Regions from separate parts of the Rattus norvegicus genome. Here region 2 is linked to region 1. The links are chromatin contacts, called in public Hi-C maps. All regions are on one chromosome and are shown on one strand. Each heading gives the region's core, a stretch centred on a gene start, on an enhancer-like site or on the middle of the called end of the contact. The rest is flanking DNA. Distances are from core to core; before and after follow the strand shown. Region 1 holds the start of Nol11 (nucleolar protein 11). Region 2 holds the start of Pitpnc1 (phosphatidylinositol transfer protein, cytoplasmic 1).

Region 1 (7,036 bases), core at 3,021-5,520:
GGGGAAAGAGGAGTGGGGAGAGAGAGAGGAGAGGGTAAGTAGCAGGGGCAAGAGGAGAAGAGAGGGGTTGGGGATTTGGCTTAGTGGTAGAGCGCTTGCCTAGCAAGCACAAGGCCCTGGGTTCGGACCCCAGCTCTGAAAAAAAAAAAAAAGGAGAAGAGAATCGAGCAAGAGGGAGAGAGGAGGGGGGCAAGCAGCCCCTTTTACAGTGAGTCAGGCACGCCTGGCCATTGCCAGGTAATTGAGGGACAGAGCCTAGACTAAATGCCCACAGTTATCCTCTGGCACTACCACATGGACTGAAGATATAGCGGGGTGGAAGAGTCCAATCTCGAAAGGACAAGAGTGCAGCTCTACCTAACAGGAAAGGTTTGTGAGGATGGAATTCACAGAGACAAGAAGTAGTGGGACGGGTTCCAGGGGCTGAGAGAGGAGGAAGAGAAAGGAGGATTTACCATGTTTAGGAAGACAAAAAAAAGTTCTGGAATTGGATGGTGGTGATGGCTACTAAAAATACGTCAATGTAGCAATGGCAAGGAACTTCCTATCAAGACATGATTAAAATGGTACGTTTCACATTGTGTATATTTTACCACGATAAGAAATCTCTGGATGCAGGCAGTGGGTTTTGAAAAGACACACCCCGGGGTTGGGGATTTAGCTCAGTGGTAGAGCGCTTGCCTAGCAACCACAAGGCCCTGGGTTTGGTCCCCAGCTCCGAAAAAAAGAAAAAAAAAAAAGAAAAAAAGAAAAGAAAAGACACACCCCATACTATAATGAAAGATCTTAGATTCTTCTCCTCTCTTCAATGCCTGCTGCAGAGAAACTGCTTCCAAAGATGCCTGCTGGAATTCTACTATTCCATTCCTTGCCGAGGTCTGAACATTCGCTTTCACATGTGTTAAGACTCCCAATCTGGGGCTGCAGAGATGGCTCAGCGGTTAAGAGCACTGACTGCTCTTCCAGAGGTCCTGAGTTCAAATCCCAGCAACCACATGGTGGCTCACAACCATCTGTAATGGGATCTGATGCCCTCTTCTTGTGTGTCTGAGGACAGCTAATGTATTCATATAGTGAATAGATAAATCTTTTAAAAAGATGCTTGTTGCTCTTGCAGTGGACCCTAATTCAATTTCCAGCACCCACATGGTGGCTCACAGATATCTGGAACTCCAGTTCCAGGGGACCTGACATGCTCTTCTGACCTCTGAGGGTGCCAGGCACTTACTTGGTGCACAGACACACAAGCAGGCAAAATATCCACACACACACTAAGTAAAAATAAAACCCATTTAAAAAATTTTTTTTCTACACAGTGTTCGTCTTTGTAGCCCTCACAGTCCTGGAACTTGCTTTGTAGACCAGGTTGGCCTTGAACTTACAGAGATCCACCCACCTCTGCCTCCAGAGCGCCCGGATTAAAGGTGTTCGCCACCGCTGCTGCCACCACCCAGAAAAAAAAAATGCAATTTTATTGCATTTACTGTAGCACTTTTAGTTTTCTTTACTCAGTGACATGTCACCAGGCCTAATGTTCTCACTGAACAGTGGAAAAACCCACATTTGTCATTTTTTAAAGTATTGAGCACAAAAAAAAACTTTACATAAATTAAAAGGATGAATTACATTTACAGGTGTCAATGAAAACATTCCCAAATCATGGCAAGTAACAACCCATGGCGGTCAGGAGGGATAAAGCCAGAGGGAAACGAGGTCCTAAGGCTCGGACTTTCCCACCCTTAGACCAGCAAAACGGACGTAGTGACTGGTAAGGAACACTTGCCAGCCTTGGGAAATACTGTAAGTCTGCTGTCCGTTAATAACCGGCACAGATCACTACACGGTGTTACACCAGTCCAGGGTGGGGATTTCTTGTCCACAGTATTCTCTCTCTCTCTCTCTCTCTTCCATTTTTTATTGGTGATTTCATTTATTTACATTTCAAATGTTTTCCCCTTTCCCAGTTTCCCCTCCACAAGCCCCCATCCCCTCTCCCTCCCCCACAGTATGCTCCTACAAGCTCTTACTAGTGACCGAGCCACATAGATTAAGGACCAAATCAAGATATGCACAGGGTACCAAGGGAACAGTTAGCTTGAATACAAGGTCAAAAATCAGCAACAAGTTCTACACTCCAGTGTTGATACCCGATATAAGCTTCAAGGACAGATTTCTTTTCCAAGGCTTGTACCAGTTTCAGGAAGCCAGCATGAGGTGTGTACACTTGCCTGGGCAAGTTGATACTTTAGAATAACTCATGCAGCGATGCCCGACACCTGCTCAGTCCATCTAGAAGAATTTGCGGTGGACGATGGGCGTGGTGGGGGCGGGGCAGACTCCTCATACTTGCTGATCCACATCTGCTAGAAGGCAGATAGTGAGGCCAGGATGGAGCCACCAATCCAGACTGAGTCCTTTGTGCTAAGGGATGGCAATAATCTTGATTTTTATTGTGCTGGGTGCTAGGGCCGTGATCTCCTGCATCCTATGAGAAATGCCTGGGTACATGGTGGTACCACCAGCCAGCACCATATTGGCACACAAGTCCTTTCGAATGTCCACATCACATGTCACGAGGGAGTCAAAGGTGGTCTTGTGGATGCCACCGGACTCCATGCCCAGGAAGGAAGGCTGAAAGAGTCCCTCTGGACACCGGTATCGGTATCGCTCATTGCTGATGGTGATCACCTGCCCATCAGGTAGCTCACAGCGTCCTTCTCCAAGGAGGGAGACGATGCAACAGTAGCCATTTCTTGCTCAAAATCCAGGCCAACATATCAAGCCTCTCCTTAATGTCACCCACAGTTTCCAGCTCAGTTGTGGTAGTAAAGCTTCAACCTTGCTCTGTCAGATCTTCATGAGGTAGTCTGTCAGGTCCCGGACAGCCAGGACCAGAAGCAAGATGGTGTGGGTGGTGCACCCAGATGCATATAAATAAGGGCCCAGTGATACTCATTACTAGGTAAGTTCCAGGCCAGCCTAGGCTACAAAATGCCCTATTCCAAACAAAACAAAACAGAAACAATGTGTGTGTATGTATGCGCGCACACACACACACACATACACACACACACACACACATATATATATATATATATATATATATATATATATATATGCATACATTGTGCAGCAGTCTGCTCAAACTGCAGTAGTGCCTCTGAGTATTTCCTAGCAAGGAAAAAGGAGGTGTAAGGCCCAGAGACTCAGCAAATAAAATTTACAAGTATAATTAAGCCAAAACCTGTAAAATTCACAAGCCCCATCCCCAAAGTTATACAAGCAGCAAACCGCTCCACTTTAGCTATCTGTCAGAGTCAGGGATCTCCAGGGATGAAACTTTTGTGATTCTTCACCCACACTGAGGTTAAAGGAAGCCTAGCCAACGTTAGTTAGCACAGAGCATTTCCTAGTTCGCTCTGTGAGAGCACCTCCCAGTAGCCCAGGCTGGCCACCAATCTGTTGATCATCCTTGGCTTGCCAAGGGCTGGGCATGCCCTGCTAAATTTCTTTTTGTAGCTAAGGCTGTCCTGGAATTCCATGCGGACCAAACCGCTCTCGAATTTACTGAGATTCCCCCCTGCCTCAGCCTCTAGAGTGCTAGGATCAAAGACATGTGCCACCACGCCCAGTTAGATTTCGTGTTTTGTTTTTTAATCAAAGGAATTACATCCTTATAATCTGGAAGAGATTTTTCTACCAGCGCCAAAACGACAGGAAAAATAAATGCCCACAGGACTAGACACCTCTGGAGGGTTGATGTAAATGAGATTAGGCATTTTGAAACAGCACCTTAAGAGTCATCTGCAGGTTAATTTTTTTTCCCTTCTGGCATATTGCGGTAGGACTTCCTAGAGTTCACTTAGCATGTTTTTTTTTTTTTTTTTTTTGGAGCTGAGGCCCGAACCCAGGGCCTTACGCTTGCCAAGCAAGCGCTCTACCACTGAGCTAAATCCCCAACCCCACTTAGCATGTTTTTTAAAGCTGCTTTTTTTTTTTTAAAACCAGGCCATTTTTTTTTTAAACTCATCCTTCAGTTTCCATTAGCTAACTGGCAAACACAGGGCAGAGAAGCCAACTTAACGATTTGTCTCTAGGAGTCGGGAGGCGTGGCCTCGAGGGGCACGGTCATTGGCACGTGGTCTAGGCTCCACCCACTGGGCGGTGATCTCTCTTCCACCCGCCAGGGGTCGCAGTTCTGCAGGAGCTGATTTTCCTCCTTTGGCGAGGACCCACCCCTTTTGTGTCTTTCGCTCTCGCGAGAGAAGCGCAAAGCCTACTGGGAGGCATGCACGGGCTGTAGGCCAGCCCAAAATGGCAGCCTTGGAAGAAGAATTCACGTTGTCTACTGGAGTCTTAGGCGCCGGGCCTGAAGGATTCCTAGGTGTAGAGCCCAGTGACAAGGCCGACCAGTTCCTAGTGACCGACAGAGGCAGGACCGTCGTCCTCTACAAGGTGAGGGCGGTGGGAGCGGCGGGCAGGTGTCTCGCCTCTGTCGGAAGCTGGGAGCGGGAGGCTTGAGTTTATCACCTCTTGGGATGGAAAGCCAGGAGCGGGCGTGACAGACGTCTGCGGTGCGACAGAGTCGGCTGGACGCCGAATGAGGTTCAGAAGCTGTTTGCTTGTGAGGACTGACATATTTCCGAAGGACATGCGGCGGTGTCTCGGTGCACAAGGGATAAGCTGGGAACCTATGCCTCCCCTTCTAATCTCCCGGAGAGAGCCGGGCCAAGGGGATTTCTGTCACCCTGCGGCTTGCTTGCTGAAGGGTCGAGCGGAGATTGAGCTTCAAAGGATGACACTGATAGGTTGAAAATATGTGTTCTCCAATACATCCTCGGTTCCTTGGGATTTCTGGGACGCGGGAAGTCGGGGAATGGGAAGAGGCAGAGATTTCTTGGTATCCTAGAAAGGTTGAGCAATTCTGCATCACACTCTGAAACTTAAGAGTTGAGGGCTGGAAAGTCGCAGTCTCACCGGATTTGCAGCCTAATTCCTGTCTCGGCACACTTAGAACCTTGTTATAGCAATCATCCACAAAACACTTTTTTTTATTACTTTTTTATTAACTTAAGTATTTCTTATTTACATTTCGAGTGTTATTCCCTTTCCCGGTTTCCGGGCCAACATTCCCCTAACCCCTCTCTCTCCCCTTCTTTATGGGTGTTCCCCTCCCCTTCCTCCCCCCATTGCCGCCCTCCCCCCAACAATCCCGTTCACTGGGGGTTCAGTCTTAGCAGGACCCAGGGCTTCCCCTTCCACTGGTGCTCTTACTAGGATATTCATTGCTACCTATGGGGTCAGAGTCCAGGGTCAGTCCATGTATAGTCTTTAGGTAGTGGCTTAGTCCCTGGAAGCTCTGGTTGCTTGGCATTGTTGTTCATATGGGGTCTCGAGCCCCTTCAAGCTCTTCCAGTCCTTTCTCTGATTCCTTCAATGGGGGTCCTGTAGAAGGAAAGGAGATTCCTGAACACCGTCCTCTAGCCTCTGGGTTCATGAGTGTGTGCGTGCACAATAAATACATACATGTAATTAAAAATAAATAGTGGGTTGGGGATTTAGCTCAGTGGTAGAGCGCTTGCCTAGCAAGCTCAACGCCCTGGGTTTGGTCCCCAGCTCCGGAAAAAAAAAAAAAAAAGAAAAAAAGACTAAAAATAAATAGTAACTATCCACTCTGGAACTTGAGGTAAGAGAATCTGGATTCGAGGCCAACCTAGATTACACAGAAAGACCATCTCCAATACAGAAGAAATAATAATTTGTCCCAGCCCCTGGTAGCCATTCTCTCAGATGTCATTGTTTTAGTTTAGGTACTTCACACAGGTAGAAATCATAGTCAGTACTCTCATTCAAGGGCTTTTTTTTTCATTTATTAAATCTAACTGCTCTAATGTCCGAAGCTAAATTCTTAAACTGTTTATTCTTTTGCCAGGTTTCTGACCAGAAACCCTTGGGCAGCTGGTCGGTGAAACAAGGCCAGACTATAACATGTCCTGCTGTGTGCAACTTTCAGACTGGAGAGTATATTATGGTACATGACCATAAGGTAAAATTGAAAACAATAATATGTGTAACATAAACTATATTGCATGTATGATTATTCCTTACATGTAAATAGGCAATACAGCACTATATAACCAGTGTACTTTTTTGATTTAAGGTTTTGAGAATATGGAATAATGAAGACGTAAACCTGGATAAAGTATTCAAAGCTACAGTAAGTCTTTGGGTTTTCTGACATATTTAATTATTGGTGAAATGAAACAACTCAATTTCATGTTTGATATATACCACATTGCCTCTGGGGAAAAAGAGCTCACGCTTGTCATTTTCCCCTTCATGTGTTAGTGGGTTAGACACTACAGGCTATGTAATCCCATAAAGACTGATTTAAATAGTTCTGAATGGGGCTAGAAAGATGACTCTTCAGTTAAGAGCATTTGCTGCTCTTGCAGAAAACTGGAATTCAGTTCCCAGCACACAAGCACCTATAACTCCAGCTCTAGGCAATCCTGATGCCTTTTCGGGCTTGCATACACATGATGCACACACATGATGCATACACATACATAACTATTTTTAAAAATAGAAAAATCGTTTTTGGAGTTTGAATGTTTGATGTATTTCTTGTAAGAATGTTTATTTTCTGTGATATTTCGTCTCACCAGCCCCTTGTGTACTCTTCTAATCCCAGCACCCACGAGACAGAGACAGAGACAGAAGTGAGACCCTGTCTCAGCAAACGAATTTCTAGTTCTAAATGTCTGTCTCTATAATTAATAACGTCTGGGGCTGAAGAGGTGGCTTAGTGATTAAGAGCACTGGCTGTAACTCCAGTTCCATGGCTTCTGACAACTACAAACAGACATACATGCAAGTGAAACAAATGAACATAATAAAATAGAAATGATATGGAATTGATACACCTTAGAACCCCAAGTGAGAATAATTCAGAGCCAATACAGTTGTTGCCTAGACGCATGAAACTGCAAACTGTGCTGCTTCCTAAAATCCTGGAGAGCTGAGCTCTTTCTCA
Region 2 (7,036 bases), core at 2,798-5,297, 290 kb before region 1:
GGAGCCTCTTGATGTGGGCGTTAAGAACAGAACTGGCGTACAACAATGTCAAGCAACCAGAGCTTCCAGGGACTAAGCCACTACCTAAAGACTATGCATGGACTGACCCTGGACTCTGACCCCATAGGTAGCAATGAATATCCCAGTAAGATCGCCAGTGTAAGGGGATGCCCTGGGTCCTGCTAAGACTGAACCCCCAGTGAACTAGACTATGGGGGGAGGGCGGCAATGGGGGGAGGGTTGGGAAGGGAACACCCATAAGGAAGGGGAGGGGGGAGGGGGATGTTTGCCCGGAAACCGGGAAAGGGAATAACACTTGAAATGTATATAAGAAATACTCAAGTTAATAAAAAAAAAAAAAAAAACATGAGTCTTAACTCAGAAAATAATTAAAAAAAAAAAAAAAAAAAAAGAACAGAACTGGCATCCTCTCTAACAGCCAAGTGCTCTCAACCACTGTGCCATCTCTCCAGTTCCCAATGGCTACTTTTTTCTTTTTAAATCATCTTCTCTCAACCCTTTCTCCTCCCCACTGCAGAGCTAGAAGAAACCAGGTCTTGAGCAGGATGAGAGATCTCCTATTGAACTACACCTCAGCCTCCCCCTCCCCCATGCAACCCCTTTGGACAAGTTGAAAATCAGTCTCTAAACCTCCAACCCCCGAGCTTGCTCTTCTAGAGGCTGAAAGTCAGTCCCAATCAAGTTCGGAGTAATTAGACCCTTGCATAGGACCAATGGATCTTACACTGATTCCTGGTCGCCCCCTCCTCAACACGGCCAAATGCTGGATGGTGGAGGGTTGACATATTTAATCAGTGAAACCAAGAATTCTGTTCTTATCTTTCAGTGACTTCCATAACAAAGTGCCATCTGTCCTAAGACGTGAAGTCAACGCGTGATGCCTTTACTTTCCCTGTGCCCTACCCTCATTTTTACATTCGACCGCCGACAACTGCAGTTGATGGAACCTCTTATCAACCATTACCATGATAGCGTTGCCCTCCGTCACCTTGAAAAGGAACAGGTATGGCTGGGAGGTGGTGGCACGTGCCTCTAATTCCAGCACTCTGGAGGCAGAGGTGGGCGGATCTCTGAATTCAAGGCCATTCTGCTTTGCAGAGTGAGTTCCTGGACAGCCAGGGCTACTCAGAAACTCTTTGCATCCAGAATCATCATCAACAACAACAAAATGGAGGAAGGAAGGAAGGAAGGAAGGAAGGAAGGAAGGAAGGAAGGAAGGAAGGAAGGAAGGAAGAATTGTCATTTATTTGGGGCTGCTGAAGGCAGAACTTGAAACGCTTGCAAGCACCCACTTTTGATCACTAGATGGCACCCTCTTCCCCAAGACTAAATGAGTTATGAATGAACTCTTCCTAACCCCAGACCACGAACCATAGTAATGAATCCTAGCCGCCCCTAATTCCCGCCCAGATTGTTTATGTCCCGTCCTCTCTTCCTCATTCCATCGGGTCCACAGGTTCCCATATGTTTCCTGTAGTATTTACGTTAACACAGGCACCTCTAGTATTGCGTCCTCAACAATTCAGCACATTGCTGTCGGCGTTACTTTCCATAACATATACATGGGTAGTCAATGCTTGGCTTTAAAATGATGTCGAGGGGTTGGGGATTTAGCTCAGTGGTAGAGCGCTTGCCTAGCAAGCACAAGGCCCTGGGTTCGGTCCCCAGCTCCGAAAAAAAAAAAAAGAAAAAAAAAAAAAAACAGTAAAATGATGTCGAGAGGCCAGGGATGGCATGAAGGGTTCTCCGAGAAGGCAATGGGACGGGCAGAAGGATCGAGGCTGAAAAAACGGAGTTTTTTTTTGCAGGCATTAGGATTAAGAAATACTAATGGGCTAAAGTGGGAGAGACAGTCTCAGAGCCTGGAGCATCCTGTTGTCAGGCCTTCAAGGTGCTGGGTTAGAGCTGTGCTTGCACACTTAGTGAGAGCAGGCAATAGAGGCGCTGAGTAAAAAGGGAAAGACAATGCATGGGGGGGGGGGCGTCACCTTGGTAACAGGAGGTGGAAGAAAAGCAGAGTCACCCAGCAGTGTCCGGGTTCCCTGTCCGGGGATTCACCCTCCCATGGATTAGAAAACACTACTGTAGGGGCTGGGGATTTAGCTCAGTGGTAGAGCGCTTACCTAGGAAGCGCAAGGCCCTGGGTTCGGTCCCCAGCTCCGAAAAAAAGAACCAAAAAAAAAAAAAAAAAAAAAAAAAAAGAAAACACTACTGTACTGAATACTTGCAAAGTTTCCCGTCTGTCCTTATTCTCTGAACAAGGTAATATAGCAACTACGTAGCTAGCATACAAGTTGCCTTACACAGTATTAGCAGTCTAGAGATAACTAAAAATGCACAGAAGGGTCTGTGTAAAGGTTATTTAATGCCACTCCACTAAGAGGAAAGGAAGAAGGAAAACAGCTTGTGTTTTTCTTTCTTTCTTTCTTTCTTTCTTTTTTTTTGGTTGTTTGTTTTTGTTTTTGTCTCACAGGTTTCCAGTTCAACTACCAGGTCAAATTTAGATGATCTACCTCAAAGGATGGTGGCAGACTATACTTTTAATCCCAGCACTTGGGAGGCAGAGGCAGGTGGGTCTCTGAGCTCAAGGTCAGCCCGGACTTCAAAGTGAGTTCCAGGACAACCAGTGCTACACGGAGTAACCCTATCTCAAAAACAAAACAAAAGCAAAAACAAACACAGTTCTCAAGGAATTCGGTTTGGCTTTAATTAGCTGCTGTAAATATTTCTGAGCCAACTATGGGAAGCATTTATCTAGAAAATATTTTTTCTTTGTTTCTTTCTTTCTTAACCAAAATATAAGCTAGAATTAGGGTGTCCTTTTCCTAGCAGGGTGGATCATGTTCCCTGAGTTCTAAACTTGGGTCATCTAGACAACTTTAGCCAGAGCCCATTCCCATTATGTTGCTTAGTGACCTACTGAGCATAATTTTAACATCTGTATTATTGAGGCCTGCATAGTCTGCCTTGCCCTATGCAAGCTCTATGGGTGGATACAGGTTTCCGGAGTTCACAAGCACACACACACACACACACACACACACGCACGCACATCTATACGTGAGAGCCAGTGATGCTTACAGATTATCCTCCTATAGGCACTGGATGCATATTTTTTTTCCATTTTTAGGAAAACAAGCTAAAAAAAAAAAGTCAGACAAATGAAAACCAGACTTCAGCAGTTACATGCTGCTTCCTGAGTAACCGAAGAATGTGCTTCTTGTGGTTAAAATGAGAGATCTGTTTAATATGGATGAAATACCAACACCCCAGGCATTTTAATTGACATTTCACTGTGACTTTTTGAACTTAGGAGTGCTGACACGAAAACCTATTCTTTCTGCTCTGGGAAGCTTGCAGTAGGATTGTAGAGCCAGGGAGAAAGAGGTAACAGGCAATCTCAATCTCAATCTCTCTCTCTCTCTCTCTCTCTCTCTCTCTCTCTGTGTGTGTGTGTGTGTGTGTGTGTGTGTGTGTGTGTGATGTGAGCGCGCGAGCATTTATACTTTGTTTTTACCAACACTGCTGGAGGATTCCGTCTTAAAAACATATTAGAAAAACATACTGTAAAACCATCACCTCTTTTGCCCTCGGCCTTGCCTTACCCTATCAGAGAGAAAAATGTTCGCTGTGAGCATTTGTAAAGACGCTCCCACCCCCAAAGTCAAGGGGCACTAGTGCACTTTGGAAACTGAGTTTCCAGAGCGACTAACTCGAGAGCCCCATGGCACCCAGAGTACATTCGAAAACAGATCCCAACGTTGTCAGAGTCCAGGATAGCCCCTCTTTGCGATTCTCTTCGTCGCTAGCCGCTCTAGGTTCTGGGACAGCCCAGGCTGTCTGGCAGCAGACGGGGAGAGACATGCTGTTTTGTTTAAATCCTCCACATTCTTTGCCATTTCCCCATTGGCCGGATGGGGCTACCCTCCCCGCCGCGGCCGCTGCTGATGTCAGCCTCGTCGCTCTCGCTCCTCCCGCACCCACCTCCCTGCCCCAGGCACACTGCAGCTCGGCGCGGACTCTCCAGTCGCGGCGAGCTGGCTGCAAACTCACGGGCACGCACGGAGCTCGCAGAGCCGAGGGACTCGGGGGAGGGGACGCGCGCAAGGCGCTGGCAGCCAACCGCCGAGGTTGAAGACACCCGGGGCCCAGAGCAGGGCAGAGCCCTGGCGGCCACGGTTTCCCTTCTCTCTCTCAGCTGAGCTCCGGAGAGACTCGGGGACTGGCCCTAAAAAAGAGCAGGAAATCTTGTTTACCGCCCGGGGAGAGGAGCCCATCGAGCCTTTGTTTGGAAAGTCAGCATCGCCGGCTCCCGCGGCAATGTGTTCCTGGTGACATTAACCCAGGGTAGACGGGTAGGAGAAAAGGGAGCTCGCCAGGTTCAGCTCTGCTTTCGGAGGAGGATCGAGAGGGCGACTTTTGTGCATTTGTTTGAATTTGTGGAAATCCCTTTTCCCCTTCCTTTTGCCTCTCTTGCCCGCCGCCGGGCATGTCCTGATCTGGTAGCCGCGCCTACCAGCCCGGGGCTGCTGATCGGAGCTGTCTCCCGCGGGTCTCCCTCCCTCAGTGCCTGACTTTGCAATACCGGGAGAGCTGATCTCTGCGAGGAAGGAGGCGGGGGAGTCACAGACACCGGGACCCGAAGCTTGACATGCTCTGGGGCGGACCGGAGGCAGTTAGGAGCTGAGCGCACCACCCCGGCTGCTTCGCTCTCCGGTTCCCAGCGTTTTTGCCCTCCACTGGGCTCCAGCCTTGCTCATCAGTTGGGACGCCCCCTTCTTTCCCGGGGTCCGCGGCCGGCAGGAACATGCTGCTGAAGGAGTACCGAATCTGCATGCCGCTCACCGTGGACGAGGTAGGCACCGCGCCCGGCCTCGCCCGCTTCGGGTCCCCAGCCGCCACCACTCGGCCGGCGGGTCCACTGCGTGCGGCGGGGAAACCCTGGCGCCCAAACCTGGAGGCTGTAAGGGGAGGAGGCTGGGGATTCGCTGTTCCCACTCGTCACCCCGGCAGAGGAAAGGAGGCGTGGGGGTGGGGCGGGGGAGTCCAGGTGAGCTCTTCGGGGACATCTAGAATCAGATTACTGGGGACCACAATGCGTCACAGGGAGCTGTTGCGCCCCCTCCCTCCAATTAAGCAAATGCACAGAGTACAAGACTCCAAGCATGCTCTGCAGCCGGAGTATCGGGGTACCCCGCCGTGGTGATAGCCACTGTCCCCATGTACCCTTTACGAGGTGGGTTTGCAGGGACATATCCCGCGCGGTCGGGATCTGCCGAGAGTCCCTCCTGGGGGCACGTCGGAGGCCTAGAGAGGGTCCGTTTAGAACCAGATTTCTCCTTGTCGCCTCCAGTCTAGGCGCTGGCTCCTGCCCAGTCCGAGCATCCAGGCTCCCTCCGGGACCTGGCTTGTCCTTTGCTGACCGCCTGGCTCGGAAACTTTCTGCGTGTCTCGTTCCTTCCGCGGCGGGGAGCGTGGTCTTAGGAAGAGCCCCAGTGGTGGGGCCCGCGGCGCGGCCACCGGAGGGCGCTCCAGGCCGTCGGGCCCAGCCCTCCCGGCTCTGAGTATCGGGGCTGCAGGGTAGGGGGCTCCCTGCTCAAGGGCTCGGCCTCCACGCGCAGGTCAGCTTGCATTCTTCCGATTCTTCCTCCGCCCCCCCGACCTCCCCCCCTGCCGCCCCAACAGCGAGCTCCGCCATTGAGGAAACGGTGACTCAGTGAGGGTCACTCCGGCCCGGGCTTCGTTTTCGTTCCCCTTTCTCCCCACCTCTTTGGATATTTCATAAGTGCTTTGCGTCTGTCTAGGGCCACATAGCCAGAATATGAAGCCAAACAAGGCAGTTTGAAAAAAGAATCCTGTGGTTTGGTGTGGCAACAAATGAAATCAGCGATCCACGACGTATTTGTATTTAAAACCGGTGCATTTAATCTATCAGACATGTGATCTATTCACTACTTTGTGAAAGGGGCCTTGTGCTTTTGTGTTACTCAGTCAAAGACTATGGCTGCCCCCCACCCCCCACCCTTACCGGGATGGTGGTAGTAATCTTCCTTCGGCATCTGGCGCCTGTGTTAAGGTGAGAGAGACCCTAGGACCCTCCCAGGCAAGATCAAAGTAGCCTAAAGTTTACAAAACACTTGACACTCGACACTGGCTGCCAAAGACTGAGAGGGATAGTTTAGCCACGCCCCACTCCCCACCCCCAGCCTTATCAACAAGCTTTAGAGTTTGCTAGCATTTCTGGGGTGGCAGCATTTTGAGCTGGGTTTTAAGCGGTAGTTAGGTGCCTCTTAACCTTATCAATGAAGAAGCAGCGTACGGCTTTGTGGAGGATGGAGAAAGGCAAATGAATGGGAATGGACGTACACACCCCTCCCCTCCCTGGTGCTGGTGCTTTGTGGACATGCTGTCTTCCCACCTCTGGAACTGCTGAGCAGGACCAGGGCGACCGGACCTGGGGGTGTCCGCATGCTTCCAATCCGTTTGGAAGCTTTGACTGTGGTAATAGATGGGACTGTGCAATCCCTAGGGCGCTCGCCGACTCAGTCAAATAATGAGTCAGGTTCTATGTAGTCCTGGCTGTCCTAGAACTCACTGTCTAGACCGGAGACTGGACTGGCTTCGAACTCAACTCGGAGACCTGTCTGTTGGGATTAAGTGTATGTCACCTGGCTCCGCCTTTCTTAACTGCTAGAGCATTCCCCCGACGTTTAAGTATTCGGTGTAGTAATTACATTTGAGAGGTTTAGGGGGTGGCTTTCCCTCCCCCCTTCTCTCTCTCTCTCTCTCTTTCAAGAATTTTTTTTAACTTTACAAGTACCCTGTCGCTGTCCTCAGACACACCAGAAGAGGGCATCGGATCCCATTACAGATGGTTGTGAGCCACCATGTGGTTCCTGGGAATTGAACTCAGGACCTTTGGAAGAGCAGTCGGTGCTCTTAACCACTGAGCCATCTCTCCAGCCCAGCTTCCTTGCTTTCTTTCTTTGTTTTTCTTTCTTGAGACAGGGTTTCT

What was found. Hi-C and Micro-C count contacts between places; a contact is called where the count stands out from the background.
Region 2: a contact with region 1 is called in a Hi-C map of Schwann cells, with 4 times the contacts expected there. The contact joins the promoter of Pitpnc1 here to the promoter of Nol11 in region 1. A contact is called at or near these places in 6 of 12 Hi-C or Micro-C datasets (Schwann cells, frontal cortex, hepatocytes and 3 more).

The regions. Positions count from the first base shown.
Region 1 is chr10:92,638,628-92,645,663 of GRCr8, reverse strand. It overlaps Nol11 (nucleolar protein 11), which reads left to right and starts at 4,270. Exons shown (of 18, transcript NM_001402074.1): 1 at 4,270-4,455; 2 at 5,933-6,046; 3 at 6,161-6,217. The coding sequence starts at 4,315. It also overlaps the pseudogene Actb-ps10.
Region 2 is chr10:92,925,355-92,932,390 of GRCr8, reverse strand. It overlaps Pitpnc1 (phosphatidylinositol transfer protein, cytoplasmic 1), which reads left to right and starts at 4,047. Exons shown (of 10, transcript NM_001427419.1): 1 at 4,047-4,876. The coding sequence starts at 4,829.